2 separate regions of the Macaca mulatta genome follow, and region 1 is linked to region 2. The links are chromatin contacts, called in public Hi-C maps. All regions are on one chromosome and are shown on one strand. Each heading gives the region's core, a stretch centred on a gene start, on an enhancer-like site or on the middle of the called end of the contact. The rest is flanking DNA. Distances are from core to core; before and after follow the strand shown.

Region 1 (4,570 bases), core at 2,069-4,568, 200 kb after region 2:
TCCCTACGACGCTCTGAGTCCATGCTGATGGCCGTCGACACAGCCCAGCTTCAGGCTCTGCTTGCTTTAGTGGCAGCGCGTTCTTGAACAATTGTGTCTGAGCTTCCCTCAGAACGCACTGGAGTCACACAGTCCTTCAGGGACAATCCTAGCTCTCCATTTCTCAGCTATGTGAACAAGTGGCCTCCCCCTCCTTCTCTAGAGCTACCGTTACTGGTTGAGGGTAGTTGCCCAGGTTATTGGTATTTCGAACAAAGAATTGGACAAAAGGCACAAGCAAGGCAGCAAAAGCTCCAGCAAGAGGCTCACGAGCACTGGTTACAGAATTTTCTAGGGTTTGTATACCCTCTAGAGGTTTCCCATTGGTTCACCCCAGTGACCCGCAACCAGTCTGACTGGTTGAAGAGTAGGCCCACGACCAGTCTGATGGGTTGCGGGAGGGGACCAATCAGAGGTACTTTCATTTTCCAGCTACCACTCAGTAACTGCCATACAGCAAAAGGCGGGATTGCAACTACCATGCAGCAACTGCCACCTAGTAAAAGGAGGGGTTGAAGAGGGAGTAGTCTCTGATATCCAGCATGAGTCGGCCATAGGTTCCCTGCCTCCAGACCCTATTCTCCTGCATCATTACTACTGGTTGAAAGCTTACTACAAATCAAGCTGTGAAGTCACTGGAGCCCTGTAGCAAGTCATGTCCCTGCAAAGATGAGCGAGCTGAGAGCTAAGGGGCTTGCCTAAGCCACACAGCTCAGTAGATCAAACCTCAGCGTGCTTGTTTTTCAAACTCCTGCTTCATATGGTTGTAAAAATTAAATGAGATATCAATTATCTCAGAGATAGGTACAGGAGCTCCATGCCCAACCACTGACACTGAGATATTCCTCTTCCGGGAGGGGAGAGGGAGCAATGAGCAAGTAGAGGGCAGACAGGGCAGCAAAAACAGTCTGAGGGGCCTCTCTGGAGGAGGCAGTGTCTATAGCTGGGTCTGCAAGGATGGAAGGGGGCATTGCTGTGTGTCTCAGGGAAAGGTGCCACACTTCTCTGTGTCTCTGCCTGTAGAGTAGCTGCCAGCTCCACGTCACACTCCTTTGGGGTGTGGGAGCTCCTCCAAGGAAGGTGATTTGTAAATAGCAGGTGTGGCCTCATTAGAGGGAATGCCATTGTTATTAATAACCATAACATAATGAGCCAAGGCTTAGGAGCTGACCTTTTACCTTGCATTCCCAGGGAGCCAGGAGAAGTAACCGGTGTCTGGGACGGGGTGGAAGAGGAGTGTGTGTGTCCCATGTGGAACCTGGGCAGACCTGGTGGTGATGGGGGTGGGGTAGGGTGAGAAGAAACCTCCTTTTCTACACTACTTTCTTTTTCTGTGTTAACTCCACCCAGGAAGCCCATATAAGCACAGAGGGTTCCCTTCTCTGCTTTTATTCACACTATTCCTTCTCATTAGAATATCACATCTCTGCAAGACCACAGTGCTGATAAAAACATGTAGAGCTCCCAAGGCAGTTACCTTATATTGATTGCCTTCATTCTCTGTAGGCTCCACACTCCACCATTGGTATAGAGAGGAAAAAGGGCAAGGTCAGAGTCTTCAGGAGCTCATAGTCTGGGGACACTCTATGAGCTTCCTAGAGTTTACAAACAATTTCCCACACTGATGTTGGCCCACACCACAGTTGCTAAGGCACGTCTCTCTCTGCTCCCTTTTTGCAATGAGGAAATTTGAGGCTCAGAAAGTTACAAAGTAGCTCCCAAGTCCCCCCAGTGTTGTGTCCTTTCTTTGGCAGTCCAGGGTGTTTAAGTGATGTGGAAAAGGAACAGACAAGATACTGTTGAGTGGGGCTGCTGTCTGTGTGAGGTGTCCCTGAATTAACACAAGGCTCAGCAGTGCTGCAAATCTTAACTAGCCCCTAGTGTCTCAAGACAGTTTCTCATCCTGGCCTGGTTGGTCCCACTCCAACTCAGGGAAATTGGAGAGACCACTGGGCACATCTGAGCACACAACGTGAGACTCCCAGACCCCAGGGGCTAAGAACACAGCCCTCCTCCCACCCCACTAGCAGGGCAGGAACAGGGTCGCGGGCACGGTGCTGGAGGAGGAGGGCTGAGCAGAGTTGGTAAGGGGCAAGAGCAGGGAATAGCCTGTGACCTCCAACCCTTTCTGAGTGTGTCCTCCCTATATGGTTCCAGACTCTATTTCTAAGGTTCTTCCAGCTCTACATGAAGTGACACTCTTCCCCCACCCCTGCCCCCACTCCCCAGGTGACCTCACTTCCTCTTCCTCTTCCTCTTCCTACCTGCAGCCCCAGGCCCTCCTCCTCAGCTCCAGCTGCTCCAGCTGCTTGGTGATTCTTGGAACCTGCAGCCTCAGGCCTGTTCTGCTCTGACTCAGGCAGAACTTACCTTTGGGATCTGAGGGGATAGTTTTGCTTCCTGAACTGACTCTGGCCTTTGGCATGTCCACCTGCCCTCCCCTCCCCCACTGCACACACCTGTTCCCAGTCCTCAGGCAGCCCAGGAACTTCGTGGGACCAGATTCTTTCAGATAAAGTAGCACTGAGGGGCTCTCATCCACAGTCAGATGGCCCAGGAAGAAGCAGCCCTTCCCCACCCTCCAGCCTCTCTTTGCAACACACCATTCCTGGCTGGGCGTGCTTCCCTCCACCCGCCTCGTAGGCTGCGCGCAGGTCTGCCTCACGGAGGGAGCCTCGCCCAGGCTACTTTGCAAATCCCCCAGCACCCTCATTCCCGGTCGTTCCAGGGATGGGGAGATTGCCGCTTCCTCAGACAGTTGCCCTGCCCTAGCAGGAGTCTGGAAATTGCCCTTATTGACTACACCAAAATGAGGGGACAGATCAAGAAGCCCTTCTCCAGCCCCCTAATACACTAGTGCTGGACAGGGGAATGCCGGCACCTACTGTGTGCCAGATATTTGCAAACACCCTTTTCCAAGTTTACACCGCCACCGCTATGAGGAAGACAGAATTCCACTTTTGCAAATAAGGAAACTGAAGCTCAGCGAGGTCAAGTGGCAGGCGCAAGGTCACATCGCTAGAAAGTGGCAGTGAATGAACGATCTAACGGAGCGACTGAAGGCGCGTGACCGGCCCGCCGGGCACTGGTTCGTGGAGCGTGGCGGGTACCGGCGGTGCACAGCGCCCGCGGCCCGCTCCCGGCAAGCTGGCCCCACGCTGGCCCCGGCACCCGCTGCACACAGGAGCGCAGGCTCCCAGAGGCGGGGCCGGGCTCTGCCCCCACCCTGCGAGCCGCCCCGCCCCCGCCCCGCCCCCAGCCCGCCCCGCCCGGGACCGCAGACGGCGCCCGGCGGCGGCGCGAACGGCAGTGAGGAGGGTTGCTCGGAGCTTGCTGTTCACCGCGACTTCTCGCGCAGGGCCCGGCCGTACTAGGACCCGCGGCCTGGGCGACGCTGGAGGATGCGGACGCGGAGGCGGCCTGGGGTAGCGGCGGCGGGAGACCTGGCGCTCTGCGGGTAGGAGCTCGCCAGCTCGGCGGGCGCGGAAACTTGGGCCGAGTTTGCGGGCGGCGCGTGGGGAAGGGGCGGATGGCGCTGCTCCAGGGCGCCCCTACCGGCCGGCCTGGGGACGGAGCGCGCCGCGTCTGGGCCGAGGGGCTGCAGCTTCTGGCTGCCGCCGGCCCTCCGCGACCGGGCTGCGGGGCAGGGGTGGCGCCGCTGCTCCGACTTTCCCTGGACTTCGAGGCTCCCGGGGCCTGCTAGCGCCCTGGATCTCCGGCGGAGGCCAGGCGCCCAATCTGGCCAGAAGGAACTCAGGCCGAGCCCTCGGGCCTCCCGCAGGGCCCTGCTCAAGTGGATTGCCGGGGGAGGGCGTTGGGGGGAGGTAGGGGACAAGGGGGCACTGGAGGGCTGGGCCTGGGGGCGGCGGGCGCTGAGGCGCCGCGGGGCCCTGGACGCGCCCTGCTGGGATGGGACGGCCCTGCGGTTTTTTCGCCACCTCTTGACTCACCCGTCTGGCCTCAGCCCAGGCTGGCGGGATCGCCCTGAGGCGGAGGCTGCCCGGACCCTGCGGCCGGGCCGCCCCTGCTCCGGGATCTCCAGCCGGTCTGCGGGCGTCGGTGTGGGGCTGGGTGCGCGGGCCTGCCTGCATGCACACGTGTGCCCGGGGCCAGAGCGAGGGGAGAGCGCAGTTCTGGAATGGCGTGTGTGCAGATGTGGGCCATGCACGTACGTGCAGGCACGGGTTTGCATGCGTGGCGGCGGCCTGTGTGTCAGCCTGCTGGATGCACGTGCGTCTCGGCGCTGCCGGGAGGGGCTTGGGGACACCCGGAAGCCCGCCAGGTCGGGCGCGGCGGCAGCCTCAAAGCTAAGTCGGCTGTGGGCCCTAGGCACCAGAGTTATGCTCAGGGCGGCTAGGGCAAAGGGGATAGAGACCGATCCCTTTCGCTTTCCCCTCCACTGGAGAATTTGGGCTGCCCCAGGTTGGATTGTAGCGTCTGGAGAGTCCGGAGCCTCAGGTAGGGAAGGTGGGAGATGGGAGAACATTCGGCGAGGCCCGATTCAGCCCTCCAGGAGAATCCACATGCTGGC
Region 2 (4,930 bases), core at 1,561-4,060:
CATGGGGCTGTTCTATTCCAAGCAGTATAAGAACATGGCTGGTAGAGGCTCCAGCTGTGTGCAGGGCCTGAAGGGGAGTGGGTTCTCACCCAAAGAGCATCTGCCCATTTCCCACCTTCCCTTCTCCCAACAGAAGCCTGCCTGAGCTGTTTGGACAAAAATCCAAACCCTGCTTGGCTACTCTGGCCTGGCTTCAGCTTGGAACCCAACACCTAGGCTTCCAGGCCACCCTGAGCCAGGGACCTCTGGAAGTTCTCTTCCTGATGGTCCTTTAGGTTTGGGCCACAAAATATAATTACCTCTCCTCTCTCCCATTTTCTCTCTAGGGAGCAATGGTCACAGTCCCTGGTACCTGAAAAGGGACCCTAGGTCTAGGCCCTTCTTCCCTTTCCCTTCCTCTCTCTTACCTGAGACCTTTGGCTCCCTTTTCCTTCTCTCTCTGGTGGCTCCAGGAGGCCTGTGATCTAGCTCCCTGCTTAGCACCCATGACCTGTTGGATGTTACCTCCAATCAATATCCTGTCCTACCTGCCTCTTTGGCTCAGACCTATATGGCCACGCTCTGGCTTTACCCTTGGGAAAGCCTGATCCTGGTGTGTGGCCCAGCTTGTTCAGGCCCTGGGATGCTGCATCTCCAGGCAACTATGCACTCTCCCAGGGAGGGAACCAGTATGAGAAGTGGGGGCAGGGCACACATTTCATCTTTGCAGGAAGGTCTGGCCTGGGGTCAAGTGGAGGAGGGCCCAGGTCAGTTCTGGGGTCCCAGTGACCTGCTTTGCTATTCTCCTGGTGCCGCTGCTGCTCCCTATTTCTGGAGCTGGATGTTCCCCAGCTGGCAGTTGAGCTGCCTGAGCCAATGTGTCTGTCTTTGGTAACTGAGTGAACCATAATAAAGGGGAACATTTGGCCCTGTGTGTTCTGCTGTGCCATGTGTCTTCCTGTGGGCTTGCGTGGAGCCTCACGGCAGGCTGTGGGGCAGGGGCATGAAAGTATGGGGGCTGGGTGGGTCTGTGGTCTGTCATTCCTGGGATCTAGAGCTATACGACCCTGTGTGGCTCTTTATCTGATGCAGCCTTGCGTAGGTGATGAAATTGCCACCGAGGCCCCCTGCCTTGGGGGGAGGAAGTGGAAGAAGCAGGCTTGATCAGCCGGGCGTGGTGGCTCACGCCTGTAATCCTAGTACTCTGGGAGGCCAAGGCAGGTGGATCACGAGGTCAGGAGATTGAGACCATCCTGGCTAACAAGGTGAAACCCCATCTCTACTAAAAATATAAAAAATTAACCAGGCGTGGAGGTGGGCACCTGTAGTCCCAGCTACTTGGGAAGCTGAGGCAGGAGAATGGCGTGAACCTGGGAGGTAGAGCTTGCAGTGAGCCAAGATCACGCCTGGGAGACAGAGCAAGACTCCATCTCAAAAAAAAAAAAAAAAAAAAAAAAAAAAAAAAGCAGGCTGGATCCCTGGGTAAGGGATGGTTTGGCCCAGATGGTCCATTGCAGCCAAGGGCAGGGGTAGAGCAGAGGCCCCACCTCAGCTCAGGGCAGGGAACCCACAGCTGCTTTAGCCACCTCAATGAATACAGAGGTTTCTGGGGCCTGTGAAGGCTAAAAAATGAAAGGGGCAGGGAAGCATGCCCAATGTGCATTCTCCTGCTGCCTTCCCTTTGCCCATTCGATGCCCTCCACCTGGATTGCTGTTGGGATCCTGTATCTAAGCTCCTGGCTGTCCTTCAAGATTCATCTCAAGTCACTCCTTCAAGAAGGCTTTCCTGCCTGGAGGTGTTGCTTCCTCATGGAGGATCTTACCCTGTCATTTTCTGTGTCCCTGTTTGTGTCAAGAACAGGGACGCATCTGATTTATCCTGTATCCTGTGTGTATCCTGTGCACCTAAAATAGAAGAACCTTGGTAAATATTCAGCATTAAGTGCCCCGAGCCCTCTTTTACTAAGGACCTGCCAACATGGGCCCCATTCACACTAACACCGTGAAGATGGCCCTTTTCTATATTCCGTCATAAAAAAGTACTACACGCACCCGGGCAGCAACTTCCACACAAACAAGCACATGTGAAAGGAGATCACCATTATTTCCAGCAAAAAGCTCCCCAGGCCTGGGTGCGGTGGCTTACTCCTGTAATCCCAGCATTTTGGGAGGCCAAGGTGGGCAGATTGCTTGAGCCTAGAAGTTTGAGACCAGCCTTGGCAATAGAGTGAGAACCCGTCTCTACAAAAAATACAAACACTAGTCTGGCATGATGGTGCACTCCTGTAGTCCCGGCTACTCAATAGGCTGAGATAGGAGGATGGCTTGAGCCCGAAAGGTGGAGGTTACAGTGAGCGGAGATAGCACCACTGCACTCCAGTCTGGGTGACAGAGCCAGTCCCTGTCTCAAAAAGGAAAAAAAAAAAAAGCTCCCCAACAAGATAGCAGGCTAGAACATGCATGTGATGAAGGTGATATGAAGGGCTCAGTGAGAGGTATCTCCATCAAGTTGCAGGAGGAGAAGAGAGAAAGGAGAGGTGATCATGTTCCCGAGGTCTCAGGCCTGGATCAGGAGATCACTGAAGTATTAACAGATCCTGATATTAAGGAAATGCTGATGTTTTTGGACTTTGGCAGTCTGTCCAACCTGCAGGTCACTCAGCCGACAGTGGGGATGAATTTCAAAACGCCATGTAGAGCTGTTTGAATCTTTTCGGGATACTGTAATATATTCAATAAACCTGGGACAACAGCAAAAAAAAAAAAAAAAAAAAAAAAAAAAAGGCTCCAAGCAACGAGCAGTGTGTATGGGGCTGATAGGAGTGAGGAGAGGCGGTCGGACAGTTATGCCAGCCCCTATCGAGAGTCCCAGCAATACAAAGAACAGGAAGCCAGGGTTTGCTCCAGGATTTCCCCAGTGGACTATAACTCCTGGAAGACAGAGAAGTGGACTACAGCTCCCAGAAGGCTGCGCGACACACAGCCCCCACGGTGCTCTCGTGAGGCGTGACAGTCAGATTCCGCGGGAGGGCGGCAGAAATACCGCGATATTTGGGGTCGACCCCGAGACGCGCCTGGCGCGGGTGAGCAGTGGAACGGGGCCGGGAAGCTGGGTTCTCGCGGCGGCGCGGGAGGAGAGGTTCGGGGAGCTGTGTCTGCGAGCGTGGGTCCGTGGCTGTCTGTGTGTGTCCTCACTTTCCCCTCTGTGGCCATGAAGCTCTGCTTGCGACTGTGCGTGGGTAGACGGCTGTGCATGTGTGCGACCTCCGTTTCCCGGCTGTACGGGTGGGGCCGCCTGGAGCAGGAGGGACTCCAGAGCCCGGAGTGGAGGGTTTCCATCTGTGCACGTCCAGCCCAACTTTGTGCTGCTCTGCGATTATTTGTCCAGCGTCGTTTAATCTAGTTTAAATGATGGCCGTGTCAGCTCCTCACACTTAGCGTTTACTCGGGCTGCCCAAAATACAAAGTGTATTTTAAAAGTTGGTAAAATTAAAAAAGGAAAGCCATGGGATATTGGAAGTAGCCCTAGGCCTGCCAAAAAGTGCAGAATGCCGTTTAAAAATTAGGCCAAATCTTGTCGAAAAAGAACTTCCTGCTGTCCTTGAAGTATTTGGAAGCAGGTGCTAGATGGTGAGCCGGAGAGGTTCCCAGGTTGGGGAAGTGGTGGGTGTCTTGGACCAGGGGTTTCCATCTCTCTCACAGTGGCTGGAAAGTAGCAGTACGCAATCACTGCCTTTCTAGTAGCCCACGTGTGTGAGTGTGTGTGTTAGATACATTCATCCCTCAGTATCCGCAGGGGATTGCTGTATACTTTTTTTTCTCATTCTGTGACCCAGGCTGGAGTGCAGTGGTGGGAACATAGCTCACCGCAGCCTCGACCTCTTGGGCTCAAGGGATTCTCTTGCCTCGGTCCCCTGTGTATCTGGAACCACAGGCATAAGCCACCACACCCGGCTAATTTTTATTTTATTTTACTTTTGTAGAGACAGGGTCTCACCATGTTGCTCAGGCTGGTCTCAAACTCCTGGCTCAAGCAATCCTCCTCCCTTGGCCTCTCAAAATGCTGGGATTACTGATGTGAGCCACCACATCAGCCTTCCCGTATACTCTTTTTTCTTTTTCTTTTTTTTTTTTTTTTGAGTCAGCGTCTTACTCTGTTGCTCAGGCTAGAGTGTAGTGGTGTGATCATAGCTCACTGCAACCTCGAACTCCCTGGGCTCACATGATCCTCCCACCTCAGCCTCCCAAGTAGCTGGGACTACAGGCCCAAGCTACCACGCCCCACCATATAATTTAAATCATCTCCAGATTACTTATAAAACCTGATACAGTGTAAATGCTATGTAAATAGTTACACACTTTTTTATTGTGGTACAATTTAATAATAATTTATTATTAAATTATACAATATAAATTACAATAATAATTTATTATTATCAACATATTTTGAAACAGTCTCTGTCACCCAGGCTGGAGTGCAGTGGCAAAAACATGGCTCACTGCAGCCTTCTAGGCTCAAGTGATCCTCCTGCCTCAGCCTCCCAAGTAGTTGAGACCACAGGCATGTGCCACCACACCTAATTTGTAAATTTTTTGTAGAGCTGGGGTCTTGCTATGTTGCCTGGGCTCAAGCAGTCCCCCCACCTTGCCCTCTTAAATTGCTGGGATTACAGGTGTAAGCTGGAGCAGAACCCTGGGCGGCTGGTAGTGAGGGGCTTTGATGTTAGGCTAAAGGATTCGGGCTCATAATGGATCTTGGATCCCTGCCTACCCACCACCCACTTCCCTTGTTTGGTTCTGCTTTGTCTCAGGCTCAGTTCTCATCCTTCCTGTATTGAGCTTGAATGTATACCCTGTCTGACCTTGCTTTCCTTGCTCCCGTCTTTAGTCTGTTCTGTGCCAGCTCCACCTTTGCCCATATAGGGACTGGCAGGTATCCCTGAAACCTAAA

The links. A called contact is a pair of places that touch in the nucleus more often than the background predicts.
Region 1: a Hi-C map of fetal cortex germinal zone shows a contact between it and region 2, with 3 times the contacts expected there. The contact joins the promoter of C7H15orf39 here to the promoter of PPCDC in region 2. A contact is called at or near these places in 8 of 14 Hi-C or Micro-C datasets (CD4 T cells, blood, cortical neurons and 5 more).

What each region holds. Positions count from the first base shown.
Region 1 is chr7:53,170,282-53,174,851 of T2T-MMU8v2.0, forward strand. It overlaps C7H15orf39 (chromosome 7 C15orf39 homolog), which reads left to right and starts at 3,319. Exons shown (of 3, transcript XM_001102160.5): 1 at 3,319-3,496.
Region 2 is chr7:52,974,542-52,979,471 of T2T-MMU8v2.0, forward strand. It overlaps PPCDC (phosphopantothenoylcysteine decarboxylase), which reads left to right and starts at 2,811. Exons shown (of 3, transcript XM_077939966.1): 1 at 2,811-3,062. The coding sequence starts at 2,826. It also overlaps the pseudogene LOC144329996.